Regions from separate parts of the Mus musculus genome. Here regions 2 and 3 are each linked to region 1. Evidence: chromatin contacts called from public HiChIP or PLAC-seq and promoter capture Hi-C data. All regions are on one chromosome and are shown on one strand. The core of a region is the stretch at or near the end of the contact, and the rest is flanking DNA. Distances in the headings are between cores, read along the strand shown.

Region 1 (5,136 bases), core at 1,552-4,051:
TCCTTAGGTCCTTAAGACACACAGAAACTCCAAATTAAGACCCCTCATACTAAAGGGAACCTTGGGGTCTGCCCCATCTTGTAGTGCCCACCAGACCCTTACCATGGTGCGCTCTGATTGGTCAACGCAGGTCACATGACTGATGCTGGCTCTTGGTGGGAGTTGGGGTATCTCTTCAAAGGCGATTTGGATGGAGCTCTGAGGAAGTAATGTGGGCACAAGATCAAGTCTCTGGAGCTGTCCCCTGCAGGGCTGGTCTGCCCAATTGCTGGCTTGATTCTAGCACTGCAGAGGCCTCGGCTCCAGGCTGGCCTCTGGCCCCTTCTTGGCTCAACAGCTTAGGGCAGAAGGTTTCCCCTGCAGCCCCACTGTCTCCAGGGATCTGCAGCTTCCAGAGGCTACCTTAGAGGCCAGCTTGCCTTTGAACCTTGGGTAATTCTTCAAATCCCTGGAACCTCTCTGTACTCCCTGTTTCCCTCTTCACCCCTCCACCTCATCATTCACTGTAATCACAAATAGAGGTAAGTGACAATGACAACAAGAGAGTGACATGGTCACTGCTGGGCAAGGCTGAAGTGAAATGGTTGTGTCATGTGCTATAAAATAAGATGAAGAAATAAGGCTAAGCCTTTCCCCAAACAAACAGGATGTGAATGGTCAATGGTATCCTATCACGCTGCTTAAGTTCTTAGAAATAAAGACTAACTTATCATGTCTCCAGGAAACCCCATCAGAAGTGCTAGGAAGAGAAGCAAGCTCAGAGGGAGGGCTCAGGGGTCCCAAGCCTAGATAATTCCTTAGGGTGGACAGCAGGAGTATTAGGGAGCGGAAAGCCGATTAGCTTAGCTCTCGAAAGAGCCACTCCCTAATTCTTCTACAGCAGTGGAAAGCAGGGTAGAAGAACTACCTGAGGAAGGGGGCACAGCCTGGGCTGGGTATGTCCTGCAGGCTTGAGATAGAGAAAACAAAATGCACAGAGCTCATTCACTTTCCCTAGCAAACTTCCCTGCGGTGGCAGCTTTCTTCTTCAAAAGTCATGCCAGTTGGGGAGATGAGTGCTTAGTTCCCCTCTCTCCTCCCCCTGCAGGAGAGGCCAATGTCCAGCTGAGTCAGCTGTCCCAGGGACAAGGTACAGGAAGAGCCAGGTTGGAGGGGTAGGGTCAATGTATAAACTGACAGATGTCATCTGGCTTTCAGCTGGCCAGCTGACAAGAGGAAACAGGAGAACTTCTTGGGGGCCACTTCAGTCTCTAGGCATCTGGATTAATAGGGCAAAGCCTCCAAGCTCTTATGGCTGGAAACAGAGAAAGACCTGTTTCCACAAGGAGCTGATAGTCTGATGGCCAGGAAGGGAAATGGTCCAGAAATGGGAGACCTCTGCCTTCCACCCAACCTCAGTCTCATGACTCTGATTCCTGCCCACTTCCTGGGAGGCCAGATGCCCAGGGTGCAACGGGTGGAGGTGGCTGGCTGCTCTGGTTTATGAGCGACCCTGAAGGGGCAGCCCAAGTTCATGCATTAGAAAGGACGCAGGTTATCAATATGCCCTTTAACTAAACTACTTTCCTTTAACACTACACTGCAGGCCAGCCTGGAGGACTGTAGTAGTGAAATTACTAAAATATGGAGAGATGATTCAGTTACCGTGGGGGCTCTACCTGACCACCAGGGTTTGGGAGCCTGAAATCTTAACTGGGTGTGGTGGCATGAGGACCAGGCAAATTCCTTCTGCAGGTGCACCTGTCTCCCTTGGCCCAACCAGGCCAGTCTAGGCGGAAGTGCCCTAAGGCACACGGATTAGCGTTGCTATGAGAACAGTAACTTGTGCTGGGTTTAGAACCAGAGTACCTTGCTCACAAAAATAGAAAATTTGGTATATAACTGGACTTCTTTACAAGCCCCAGTCTAACCTGCACGCTCTTCTCTGATCTGAAAGAGAAAGCTGGAGGGTTCTCCAGTTGATCCCCAGCTCTAATCCAGCCCTCCTAACATGAGCAAGCTCTTCCCTAGAAGGCAAAGCTGAAGGGACGACACAGGGGCTCAGTGCAACTCACCCCGTCCCTGCAGGCCTGCTCATTCAAGGCTCGCACCCAAGCCCGTTGCCAGTTCTCCCGGAAAGACTTGAAGGCAAAGAGCGAAGCCAGGAGGCCCCGTACGCCGGCTTCCTCGGGGGTGCTGGTCCGGGTCGCCCGCAAACGCAGCAGCGAACGCCACACACCCAGCTCGCGCAGTGAACCCCCGGGCTCAGCAGCTGAGGCAGGTCGGGAGTCTCGGCCCCCATCGGCTCGCGACAGCCACAAACCCCGGGCATACTGCAGCATCCAGCCCAATACCGTGATCAGCGAGGCGGCGAAGAGAACCAGCAGGGCCGCCCAGCCCACATCCCGCTGCCCCCAGTCCGGATCCATGCTCCCGCGGGCTCGGGTCCCGGCTCGGGTTCAGCCGCTGCCCCGGGGGAGCATGGCCCGGATGGACCGTGGGGCGTGGGCGAGCTCCCCCGGGGCTGAGCGCGCGGGCTCCGGGGCTCTCCGGCGCCGCCGAGATTCCAGGACCAGTGGGTGCCACGGATGGAGAAGAGGTCCTCCGGGGTCGCGACGCTCGAGCTCTGTCTCCGTAGCCAGAGATCTGGATCCCTAACACCGGCGGTGTGACCCCAGCTAGGTTCCAGCTATCACCCGATTCCTCCCACGGCGTGGGGCCCCGCCGGACCCGGGCAGGGACCAGCCTGCAGAGATACCGGGGCTCGCGGGCCGGCACCGGCTCCGGGAGGGCTGCGTGCGCAGAACTGACACTGACAACACCGCCGGCGCCCCGCCCCCACCCGCCCTTAAAGGAGCCGCGCCCTCACCGGGCGGGGCTGAGCTAACCCGCCGCTCAGAGCTAGAGGAGGGTGGAGTGGGGGAGGGTTGAGTTGCACACGTAGAGGATTCCGGGATGAGAATAGGCGGAGTCTTTAGCTGTTCCGCCCCGTCCTGAAATCCCTGTGCACCCCTTCAGTACCAGGCAAGGGAACTTCACTTATCTGAGATGACGCCTGGTTCTCCCTACGTTTCTTAGATTTCTATGGGTTGGACGCCTGTAGGTTAAAAATTAGTCCCTGTGGAAATCACCACTCACTTTTAACACCTCCTGGCTCAGCAGCTTCTGGTCTTACTCCTTGACTGAAGCTAGCTAGGCACTGGGTGAAGAGGGAGTAAGGTGTCCCTCCCAGATAGAAGTGCCTGACAAAACCCAGCTAATGTCAACGGCGGCGAGAAAAATGAAGCTTAACGTGATAAAGGTTGGGAATAGAACACTACCATCGTCCTCCTTCCCCTTGGAGCTAGGATTCAGGAACCCCCTATTAACCTTGCTTGCGTGGGTTTGTTCTCGAGATATTTCCCAAGCCCAAGGCTGAGTCTGTTTTTAAAAATAATACATTTCCATAGTAACAGCTCCTGCCTGTGGAGCACGTGTAGAAGGGATGGCAATGAAAAGGGGAGCTAGCATTGTAGCACTGGACTATCAATAGATTTGGTCAAAAGTCTCTCATCCAAATATGTGGCATCCCGTGTAGTGCCACCTGACTGTCGTCCTAGCTACTTAGGAGGCTGAAACAGGGTGATACCTTTGCCAAGGAGTTTGAAACCAGCCTGGGTGAGAGCGCATCACAACCAAACCCCATCCCACACACCAAATATGTAATATCCCAGCCAACTCCGAAGAAATGGTGTTCCAGGAAGACTGCACAATTTACAACCTCTGGATGTACCCTTTTCTCTAGATCCTCATAAGATTGGAGCTCATCTTTGTTTCTTGGGGCCAGGGGAAGGTATCTATAAAAAAAGATTAGGGGCAATTCTTTTCTCAAGAGACATATATATGGTGAGGTGTCTGACACAATTTCTTCTGCGCACAAGATAGGATGTGATGTTAAATATCTTTCAAATCCATTTGTCTAAGGAACAAGCCCATGAGAGTAAACAATATAAGGTCTAGGGGTAGGTAAAAAAAAAAAAAAATGGCTGTCAGCAACAGAGCTGTCTGATCTAGAAGAGGAAAGGGTATGTAGCTTGAGATAGCCTGATTTTACTGCAAGGGGTGATAGACAGAGGTGAGATTGTGAGGCAACATTGCTGTGACCCTAACCATCCACAGCGAGCTCCAAAACTAATGGAGATCACTAGAATCTCCATCATTAATCTAGGAACAGAAGACATGGAGCCAAGGAAGGAGAGAACGCTGGGATATAACCTAGGAGAAAGGAGTCAGCAGGAAGAAAATCCATGTTCAAGGAACCCAGTGATGCAGGAAATTGTCGTAATGCAAGGTTCTTCTCCACCAAGATTCCTTCCTGAGGAACGCTGGTTCTTCTCCTCTGCAGAACTCTCTTCTCTGGCAGTGAGTGGGAGGGCTCACCTGTATGCCCCGCTCTATGAAGGCTAAGTAAGGACTGAATTCAAGGTCAGCCTGGAATATACAGGAAAGCCAGGCATGGTGGTGTATCCCTTTAGTTCCAGAGCTTGGTCAGGGAGGGGGCAGAGGCAGGCTGATCTCTATTACTTGAAGGCAGCCTGGTCTAAATAGTGAGTTCTAGGCCAGTTAAAGCTATACATTAACACCTTGTGTCAAAAAAAAAAAAAAAAAGAGTCCGTTATCTACAATCTTAGGCTTATTTCTTCAATTTTTTCACTGGACACTTGGTCCTGTTCTTCCAGATCCAGCTGGATCTCTCTGGTTTCCACATCTCTCTTCCACCAATTACTTAGCCTTTGGGCACTTATTTCATTTTGCTTTATGGTTTAGCTGAGTGTTTATATGAGCGCGTTGTTTAACTCATCAGGAAACTCAGACTAGAACTGATGTCCCAATCATCTCTCTTCCTCTCAACGAATGTATCTCAATTATGCTGAGTTATTCTGTGAAGGAAGCAACTCAGTTCTTCTTATCCTTGTGTTCCCTACATCACTTAGGAGAGTCTTACACCATAGAGATTTTCCAGTGGTCACGTTTTTCTTGTTTTGCTTTTGTTTTCTGGAACAGGGTCTCACTGGCTGGCTTGGAACTCACTATGTAGATCAGGCTGCTCTTGACCTCATAGAGATCCCCCTGCCTCTGCCTCTCAAATGCTGGGATTGAAAAGGTGTACCATATACC
Region 2 (5,136 bases), core at 1,447-3,946, 720 kb after region 1:
TTTGCTTTTGCCTAGGATTCTGAGAAATATAAGTTTTTACCAGTAATTGGTGCAGAGAGTGTCTTTATGCCTTTTGAACCTCCGGTGAGCTTCCTACCTCCGAAGATCTAAATATCCTGCAGCTACTGGGAAGACAGTTGGAACAGATGTTCTTGCTTCCTTTAGGACTAAGGCAATGTTACAATGTTACAAATTTTAATGATGACCAGGACTCTTCTCTGGTAAGTTTAAGGGAAAAGCAGTATCTTTGAACACTTCCTTTTAATCATCAGAATGTCCTTTCCTTTTCTCTTTCTTTGTTTCTTTTTCATTTGCCCAGATATAAACTATTTCTTCGGCTATCTTCAGATGTCTCTTGTTTTGATTGAAGTTCCGCACACTGGCATCTTTGGAATACCAAGGGGGCAATGAATGCTCTTTTTATTTGCCATTTTCTCTTAACAGGTTCAACCCTCAGTCTCCTTCTTCGCCCAGGGTGGGAACAGTGAGATAGTTGGAGCCTCTCCTGTTAACTGGAAGGAACTGGGCGTTGCTGAACACAAAGCCAAAAACTTGACCTGGGCTGAGGAATGGGATCCGGGCAGCTGTGCCCCTCAGAGCAAGGCTGGCTGCCAGCTCTCAGGGCATCTGGTGACTGGGGAGGAATTCCTCTGCTTGGACAACAAGCTTTCTATTCTGTTCACTGCCTCCTGCCCTGATTCCTCACCTGCTGTTTCAGAGTGTTCTTCGGTTAACTCCACCTCTCACTGAATTTTGCAATTTGCTGTCAACTTAACCTTTCCCTGGCTCTGTCTGTTTGGAATGGCGTTTCTCTGCAAAGTCGAAAGCCAACCAAGATGAAGTTTTCTTTAACTCGCCCCCCTCCCTACTCCCGGGGTTCCTGGAGCTGACCCTTTTCTGACCTACCTACAGGGAAGGCTACATCTGCCCACCATGTAAGTGCCACTCAGCAACCCAGAATTTTCAGTTTGGGCTGCTCAGAATCACCTAGACTCTAGGTCCTAGAGGCTGGCGAAGGAGCCAGACACTCATTACAGGAGCGCTTTGGTGCCAGCACGCAGCTGACCTCCCTCTGGGGCAGCCCCTGCGCTCCCCAGAGTAATGAGTAGGTTTGGGCGAGTGTCTGCCCGTTTGTTCCATCTCTCCTCCACACTTTTCTTTTTCCTTCATGTCAGTAATTTACCCCTCTTTGGGTGGAATGCTTTTATTTTATCGCCTGCTCGATAGGACCCAGGGTCCTGGGTACTCACTTTGTCCTTGAGCTGCTAGACCCCTAGCCTGACGTTTCTTTATTTTTCTACCCAGTCTGGCCCTTGCTTCCCTCCTAGCAGCACCCTTTTTACCGGGGTTCAGATAGAAGACTGTGGTACGGATCACGGAATAGTTTCTAGATAGCTAATCCAGGGATAAGGGCGATTCAATTGTATTCAGTGTCCCATCCCCCATCTAGCTTACTTCTTTAAAAATTTAAATTACATTTTAACTAGTCTTTCCCTCCCTCTCCCCTCCCCCACCCCGTGTCTCTGTCTCTCTGTTGCATGTGTGCATGTGCACCATAGCGCGCGCGCGCGCGTGTGTGTGTATGTGTGTGTGTGTGTGTGTGTGTGTGTGTGTGTGTGTGTGTAGGTCAAAAGGCAGTTTTCAGGGTTTGATTCTCTCCTTCTACCACGTGGGTTCCTTAGACCGGACTCAGGTGGCCAGGCTCCTTGGCTTGGTGCCAATACTTATGTCGTAGCCTCCACCCACTTTTTAACTGCATTCGGTCTTGGTTGCCTCTGTTTGCCAGCTTGCTGTTGTGCCTCTTACCAGATGAAGCCCTTTATCTCCGCGTTTCAGGCCTCTCAGATAGGTGGCTGTCCTCAAAATGGCAGTTGAAATCTGGGGCACAGGAAAGGTTTTCTTTTCCTTGAGAGTTCACTGATCACCCCTATCAGGCTTTTGGTTTGTGGGCAGGGAACTCACGCAAGTCAGGAAGCTTCCCATGGGGCTGTGGGTGTAGCTCCGTGCCAGAACACTTGCTTAGTAAGTACAAGGTCATGAGTTTAGTCCTGAGTATTGCCAAAGCTGGGCAGTGACTCCCCAACTTCAAGGTCCAGCCTGGGCTACATGGTGAGACAGTCTCAAACAATAACATAGAACACACAAAGATTATGGGCAATTGCTTCCCTCCTGAGCGTTTTTTTTTTTTTTCCTTCCAGTACAGGGTTTCTCTCTGTAGCCCTGGCTGTCCTGGAACTCACTCTGTAGACCAGGCTGGCCTCGAACTCAGAAAGAACTCAGAAATTCGCCTGCCTCTGCTTCCCAAGTGCTGGGAGTAAAGGTGTGCGCCGCCACCGCCAGGCTCTAAGAGGTTACTCTTTACGCTGTTAAAATGGTATTCCTTTCCATAGGATTGTGGAGAGAAAAGGATGCCCAGAAAAGTCCTTTGCAAACTGCCCTAAGCTGGGAGAAAGGAGCAGGGGAGTTGCTCTGAGCTGAGAAAGGAACCAGCATTGAGACTTGGTTTCTTTCTGCTGAGTCTCAGGAGAGCCTGTTCACACCAGAGGGTCTCAAGGAATTCCCAGAACTGATGGGTGCGGTGAGTCAGGCCCTAGGCTGATTCCAAGGACAGGAATCACTGCAAAACTTTCAATGTTCACTTCCTAGGCAAGACTAAAGTCTGTTTTAAAAGGGTGTGTGTGGGCCAAGTTCAGAGCAGTCTGGGACATTTCAAACTGGCACCACCTCCTCTGGCTGCTTGTGAGGCCATCCGGAGGCCAGGGCTCGGTCAGATGAACGGAAAAGTAAAGAGAGGACCGCAGAGTCTGAGACCTTTGCGCAGAGGGCTGGAGTGTGGAGAGGGGCGGGAGGGAGAATCAGGAGGAGGGCGCTGGGTGCGGAGGCCCCACCTTTCATTCCAGAGCTGTACCGGCCGGGGCGGGATGAGTCACGACTGGTTGGCTCCGCTGTGCGCCTTCCCATAGGTGAGGGACTCGGACCTCTCCGTGGGTAAACTGTGCCGCCTGCTCGTCCTAGCCTTGGCCTTGGTTGGGTGCTGGAGTCCTGGGTCTGCCGGGTTTGGCCTCTGGGGCCACGACTGGCTTTCCCTGATGTATGGCAAGAGCCCCGCGCTTGTGCTTCCACTTCTCCTGAGTTTACAGCTCACAGGTAAGAACTGGCGGGCTTCTAGGATTTTCTACCATTGCCGCCCATTCTGTAAAGACAGAGCTCATGGCTTGAAGAAATCTCAAGGGCTCCGTTGGGAGATCGTGCCCCAACTGCAATTCGTTCTAGTCCAGACTTCGCCGAAACTTCAGTTCGGTGGGTTGCTTTGGGGCAGTACTTTGGGCAAACAGGTTTAGGTGTGTTTGGCCGCCCGTGATTGAGGCACACAGAGGGCTTTCTGATCTCAGGTTACACACCATCTTTGTGTGGCTGCTCTCAACCTCGGGCTGCTGGCTAGATTTGGCCCTTGGATTTCCGTGGGAGGATTTTGTCTGCGACTCCCTGCAGCACCAGAGAGCAAACCTGGATTGTCAGAGCGAGAGTCCCGCTGTGGTTTTGAAGCTGTCCCAACCAATGCACGTACCAGACTTGTAAATAAGCCACGTGGTGTAAGGCTTCCAGGGGTGCAGGCAAGCGCAACTGCTGGGGTGGATTGACCTGCAGGCTAGCAGCAGCCCCAAGTCTACATGTAGGAAAACTTCCCTGCTTGGAGACTTCTTTTTTCCACAAAACAAAACAAAACAAAAAAACATACTGTGTTGCTTGATCGTAATACGCCACGTCTGACCAACGTTTGGATTTTTGTTTCTTCTTTCCATCTCCTTTGCTGATGTTTGTAGTTTCTGGTTATAGTTCTGAAATTGGTGCGGTAAGGCTGTGAAGAAAGTGAGAACACCAGGTAGTTTTACCTCTAATTGGCCCTCGGGATGGGAGGGTCAAAGCTGTGTGCAGGCAGGAGTATGTAGACTCCTGGTGAAGTGAATTTGAAGGTTGGCTTACTTGGAAAGTGTCAGCGTTTTTTTCTCAATGATACACCACTGTTAACCTCTTCCTTCCCTCCATTGCAGCCCTTTGTCCTACAGAAGCTGTGGAAATTTACACCTCCGGGGCCCTGGAGGCAGTCAACGGGACAGATGTTCGGTTAAAATGCACTTTCTCCAGCTTTGCCCCTGTGGGAGATGCGCTAACTGTGACGTGGAATTTCCGACCTCGAGATGGGGGTCGTGAGCAGTTTGTAAGTAGATTCTTGTCACCTTCCAGAGGACTCTTGACAAGAATGCATTGTGGCAATCCTTCCCCCCCGCCCCCCATCTTTCCCATGTTCGGCGCATGCGTGGGGTTAAGTGGGGACCCAGTTCTTGGGACAGAGAGTAACAGGTCTAAGAAAAGGGAAGCCAGAGAATATTCCAAGGAGCTGGATCATTGGTTAGACCTAATGATGCTTCTCTTCCCACCCCCCGCCCCCATCTCGGCCTCCTGCCCGGGATAGAGAAGGAAAGATGATCCGTTCTCCTCTGTAGGTATTCTACTACCACATGGACCCCTTCAGGCCCATGAGCGGACGGTTCAAAGACCGGGTGGTCTGGGACGGAAACCCCGAGCGATATGACGTCTCCATCTTGCTCTGGAAGCTGCAGTTTGACGACAATGGGACATACACCTGCCAGGTGAAGAATCCACCTGATGTTGATGGTCTGGTTGGGACGATCCGGCTCAGCGTTGTGCACACTGGTAGGTTTTGGGAAGTGAAATCTCTCTCTCGCTCTGTCTCTCTCTCTGTCTCTCTCTGTCTGTCTGTCTCTCTGACTGACACACACACACACACACACACACACACACACACACACACGCACGCACGCACGCACGCACGCACACACGCACGCACGCACGCACGCCATCCTTTGTGAAGCTGGATGGGAGAGGAGGAAAGGCTTTAGGTCTTCAGAGCTGGGAACTTCAGAGACTGAGGAGTCCTGGGGTGAAAAAATAAAGACTTTGTTTGGTTACGGAAAGAGACAAAATAATACAAAGAAATCTGAGGAATCTGTACAAGAATGGCCTTGAGGTTGTAGAAAGGACAGGAAGTGACTGATAAAGACACTCACAATAGGCCTGTTCATCCTTTCATTTATTCAAGATGCTTATTGGGTA
Region 3 (5,136 bases), core at 1,919-4,418, 600 kb after region 1:
GATAAAAAGATGACTTATGATGTAGAACCAAAAACTAAGAAGGCATGCCAAAAGGGCAGAGGTACCAACGTAAAAGATCTACAGACTGCCAAGGTGGGCACAATCTCAGCAGTAAACGACATAGAATTAGATACAAGAAGTATGAAGTGAATGTAAAAGAGCCAGTGCAATATACAATTAAAATAACAGGAGAGAGGGAGAGAGAAAGAGAGAAATTGAGTAAGATAGATCTTCCTCACAAAATTCCACTTACTATATGTAGAAAATGGACTCACCCCTCCTGCTCTGGTAACTTGCTTGTAAAGAATGGGTGTAGACACATAAGGCTGGTCACTACCAGTATGTCGCTATAATGATCTTTTCTGAGGGGTGGGGGATAGAGGTAAGAGGTGGATTTGCTGAGAATTCCAGGAGAGGGAGGTGTGCACATGAAAATGATTATAAAAGTTGTTACACAAATGTATGACACCTCCAAAAAATAAAAACAAGTGCAGAAAGTGCAAGCAGTAGTTTTATAGTGGAAGACCTTGTCAGCTCAATAGATGGCATGAATACCACAGATCTCTTAATATGTCATCAGGGTGATCTGTCTCTGTGGTTCTTGCTCTTTTTTTCCTTTTCTTTTCTTTTCTTTTTTTTTTTTTTTTTCTGAGACAGGGTTTCTCTGTGTAGCCCTGGCTGTCCTGGAACTCACTCTGTAGACCAGGCTGGCCTCGAACTCGGAAATCTGCCTGCCTCTGCCTCCCCAGTGCTGGGATTAGAGGCGTGCGCCTGGCGGTTCTTGTTCTTTTTTTTGTTTTCTTTTAAAGATTGATTTATTTTCTATGAATACACATCGGATCCCATTATAGATGGCTGTGAGCCACTATGTCACTGCTGGGAATTGAACTCAGGACCTCTGGAAGAGCAGTCAGTGCTCTTAACCACTGAGCCATCTCTCCAGCCCCTGTGGTTCTTGTTCTTAAAATCCCTAATTCCAGGCTAATCATTAGAGAAACCCAAGATAACCAGTTTGGAGAACATTCTTCAAAATATCCAGGCAGACACCTCCAAGTGGCCAAATCATGAAAGTAGAGATCAGATATAAGAAAGGGGAGATTGCAGACACAAGAAACTAGTTCTAAGGTAATATCCTATATTTGTAGACTCAAAATATATGAATGGAAAAGCGGGTGAAACATAAGTAAAATTTATAGCTTAGTTAAGGGAAAAGAAAAACAAAACAAAAAAATAGACTTTCACCTTTCTGGGGGAACTATGATAATAATTACTGACTTCTTTCTCTAGCTACATGCCCTAGGGAACTGAAAGATCTAGTCAGTAGTCAGTATCAAATACTTTAACATTCACACTTAATACACCAGCCTGGGCTGGAGAGATGGCTGCTCTTCCAAAGGTCCTGAGTTCAATCCCCAGCAATCACATGGTGGCTCACAACCATCCGTAATAGGATCTGACGCCCTCTTCTGGTGTGTCTGGAGACAGCTATAGTGTACTCACATACATAAATAAATAAATCTTAAAAAAAAAAAAGCCCCAGCCTATGCTGCAGAGCACAGTCTACGTAACCTTCTGTTCCCTCAGAGCCCTCAGGTCTCAGTACTTCTGGCAGAACAAGTTATCTTACAGTTACAACAGTGGAAAGGTTTTATGTTGTTTCTTGACCAAAGTTTACCTTGATAATGTCTTTCATTTTGGATTTCATCAATAAAATCAGTTTTAAATTTCTGAATACAAGCTACCTAAAAGATGCAAAAGTCATACGGCCGGAAAAATACTCTCTACGAAATATTAAAAATAGCACCTCAAACCATCAAAGTCCAAACGTCAAAGCCTTTTGGTTGTATTGGTGTAAAAATTGTAGTACGTTGCTTCAGATCACCTAATGATTTTTTACTAAGGAAATTCTTTGGAAAACAGCTATTGGCAGCCTCAGGTTCCATAGGAAGGAATCCAGTATTTATAGACTCTGGCTGGCACTTTAAGGGTTTAAATAGCTCACTAGCTGGTGATGAAGGGGAGAAAAAAAAGAATTACTAAATATGCAAACAGGTTGGAAAGCTCAAAATTACAAGTTTTTAAAATTCCACCTCAGAGGGCTGGAGAGATGGCTCAGCGGATAAGAGCACTGGCTGCTCTTCCAGAGGTGCTGAGTTCAATTCCCAGCAACCACATGGTGACTCACAACCATCTGTAATGGGATCCAATGGCCTTCTCTGGTGTGTCTGAAAACAGCTAGTGTACTCACATAAGTAAAATAAATAAATCTTTGAAAAAAAATCCACCTTCAATTCACATTTCATAACCAAATTTGAACATTTGGAAATAGGACCTTCAACCACTTAATACAATACAGAAAAGAAGAAATTGTAAACTTAATCTCCTGCTTCAAAAATACAGTAATTTTCTACTCAGAAGAGAACTGTATCGATTGAACATACTGCTCAGGCTTATAACTACTCAGTGTTTATCTGAGAGACCGCGGTCTATCAGAATTTTCAAACAAAACAACCTCACGAATGCCAAGCCAAGGTTCTGAAGACGACTGCTGACAGGCGTCGCTTTCTGTGCTGACTGGGGAGGGGATATTCACCCCTACGTTCCAAATTCCCTTCATCGGACGCAGAATTCTCTAGGCTCTAACCAGGATGGTAAGCAAACATAACTTTCAAAGATCTCTCACCCGTCTTTAAAATTTCTGATGGCTTTCAAATACTTCGCTGAGACGCAGACCAGCTATGAGGTCTGATGTGTGACCTCTCTCTCCCCTGTTACCGACCTCCCTTCCCAACTCTCCCGGCACGGTAAGGGGGCATCACGGCGTTCGCGGCGGAGTGAGGCCGGGCAGAGTTACACGACCCACTCGCTCCCCGGCCGAGCTAGGACCCTGCAGCTTGTGAGCTCTAAGCAGCCGCGGGCAGGCCAGGCGAGGCTGCGGCCTTACAGTGGCCTCCTGGAAGCCCTCCCGACGCCCACGGCCCCTTGGTGCCGCAGCACAATCCCTCCCCTCGCGAGCCTCTCCCGGGCTGCGCTCACCGGCTACCATCGACGGTGCCTTCTCCGCGAAGTTACGGATGAACTTGGCCATGGTCTAAGGTGGAAGGTACGTCTCCCCGAACCGCCGGCTGAATGTCACCCCCGGAAGGACCCGCGGCAGGACCCCTTCCCCATTTCCAAGGTCAGGCTGCCCCTCTCTGTGCCTGTTCAAAACATATAGGTATTGATTCCCTGTTTGTGGCATCTCATTAGTCAGTTTACTTTGTTCACTCCAAGTAAAAACCTAGATATAAAAAAAAATGAGGCGCGATAACACGTGAAGAATCCTGAGATTCCTCAGGGAGCAGGCATTACTTGGGACAGCTATTCATGTTGGTCCGGAAGATCGGTGAAGTGGGGGAAATGCGCATGCGTTATTGGTTTTCTTGGCTTGATCGCCACATTAGCTTGCGGCAGTTTTATAGCTTTTCAGAAAACATGGAAAACGAGGCTGGAGGGCTTCATAAGATGCTTGTGGGCCTATACGTTCGCTTTAAAGGCATAGCAGGTCTGAGGTCAAATAGGAGCTTTAAGGGGCCACATAGGCGTTACATTATGTGACTCACCCATTCACCGACTTCTTTAATTGACTTTTTATAATTCCGTTTTCCTCCGCAGCCAGTATCAGAATTGGGATCCAATCCGGTTTTTCAAACAAGCCAGTAGGAGCTGTGCGGACAAGAGGAAGAAAGTCATGTGTGTTGAGGGTGTTGCACTGTGCCAGGCATTTTGTAATTTGGTGGAAGCATGCTTTGGGCATTATCCCCTTAGAGACCAAGATTCCTAAATAGTCATAGAAGGAGTCAGTTGCAAGATAAATACGCAAAGGAACATAAGGTTAAGCGTGGTGCTGATCTGGGAAGGCGTAGAGATTCTTGGTGTATAAGAAAATATACAAATTCCAAAGGCTGTAACTTTGACATTATGAATGAAAACAACAAAAACAAACCAGGAAACCCAAAAACTATGTAGGAAAGTAACATTTGATGAGGAGAACAAGTTCTGGAAAAGCCCAATCTTTAGAAGAAAAACTGAGGGGCTGGAGAGATGGCTCAGCATTATGAGCACTGACTGCGCTTAGGTTAGGAGTTCAAATCCCAACAACCACATGGTGGCTCACAACCATCTGTGATGAGATCTGATGCCCTCTTCTGGTGTGTCTGAAGACAGCGACAGTGTACTTACATATAATAATAAATACATCTTTTAAAACAAAACAAAAAAAAACCTGAAGTAAAATTCATGGGGTGGTTAGAAAAGTTAGAAGTGGGATCAAGGAATCAGTGAGGGAGAGACATGCTGCCTTAGACAGTGAAGTCAAATTAAAGCAGGAAAGATAACCTGAAACCCACATTATACCAGCATACAGGAGCCTGAAGATTGGAAGTTACAGGCCAGTCTGGACCGAGGTAAGACAGGCCAGCTAATTATGAGTATGAACATCTGTGACATTAACTAGAAAAGGTTTCAAACCCTTAGAAACCAGATTGCAGCAATGAAGAAATATGGAAGCAAGAGAATATAAGTCAGACAACCCAAGAGGAAGGTGGAGCTCAGGAGTCCAGGACAGGGAGACAGCAAAGAAGGCAGAGGAGTTTGTTTGGGAATGGTGGGACCTCTTCCTTAAACGGGGTGAAGGGAGAAAAGTTTCCAAGTGAGGAGTCTGACACATGCCACCTGTGTGAAAAGGGAGTGGTGAGCAAGGCTACATTTCAGAGTGTCTGAAGGACACAGAGAAGAGCAGAGAAGGGCAGTGGTGGAGTCGACTGGTCTGTGGGCTGTACAGTTGCCTGTAGTTTAGGTAGCAGAGGGTAATGGTTAAATTAACCTAAGCTGAGATCCTGCATGCCACAGGTATGGGAATAGAATAAGGACATGGTGGCAAAGTATTAAAAGGTCTGTTATTTAGGTTGGATAGTGAAGCCATAAAGGAACTAATTAGAGTCTAAGCTCTTAAGACTTTCTCCCGAAGACAGCCGGAGGGTACCTCTAGAGCAGTGGCTCTCAACCTTCCTAACGCTGCCACCCTTTAATACAGTTCCTCATGTTATGATGACCCCAGCCATGAAACGATTTTTTGTTGCTCCTTCATAATGTAAT

The links. Promoter capture Hi-C pulls out the DNA fragments that hold promoters and counts their contacts. HiChIP or PLAC-seq counts read pairs in DNA pulled down with a chosen protein or histone mark.
Region 2: a contact with region 1 is called in a FOXA1 HiChIP or PLAC-seq map of pancreatic cancer cells. The contact joins the promoter of Mpzl2 here to the promoter of C2cd2l in region 1. A contact is called at or near these places in 2 of 39 promoter capture datasets (liver and pre-B cells) and 1 of 115 datasets of contacts at active chromatin or transcription factors (pancreatic cancer cells).
Region 3: a promoter capture Hi-C map of pre-B cells shows a contact between it and region 1, with 2.3 times the contacts expected there. The contact joins the promoter of Atp5l here to the promoter of C2cd2l in region 1. A contact is called at or near these places in 3 of 39 promoter capture datasets (liver and pre-B cells), 1 of 484 Hi-C or Micro-C datasets (embryonic stem cells) and 1 of 9 other capture datasets (pancreatic islet).

What each region holds. Positions count from the first base shown.
Region 1 is chr9:44,317,481-44,322,616 of GRCm38.p6, forward strand. C2cd2l (C2 calcium-dependent domain containing 2-like) reads right to left here and starts at 2,802. Exons shown (of 14, transcript NM_027909.2): 1 at 2,055-2,802; 2 at 103-198. The coding sequence starts at 2,408.
Region 2 is chr9:45,039,648-45,044,783 of GRCm38.p6, forward strand. It overlaps Mpzl2 (myelin protein zero-like 2), which reads left to right and starts at 2,697. Exons shown (of 6, transcript NM_007962.4): 1 at 2,697-3,147; 2 at 4,053-4,219; 3 at 4,506-4,716. The coding sequence starts at 3,090.
Region 3 is chr9:44,917,574-44,922,709 of GRCm38.p6, forward strand. Atp5l (ATP synthase, H+ transporting, mitochondrial F0 complex, subunit G) reads right to left here and starts at 3,169. Exons shown (of 3, transcript NM_013795.5): 1 at 3,037-3,169. The coding sequence starts at 3,088. It overlaps Gm30934 (a long non-coding RNA gene), which reads left to right and starts at 3,154. Exons shown (of 2, transcript XR_379340.4): 1 at 3,154-3,544; 2 at 3,655-5,136.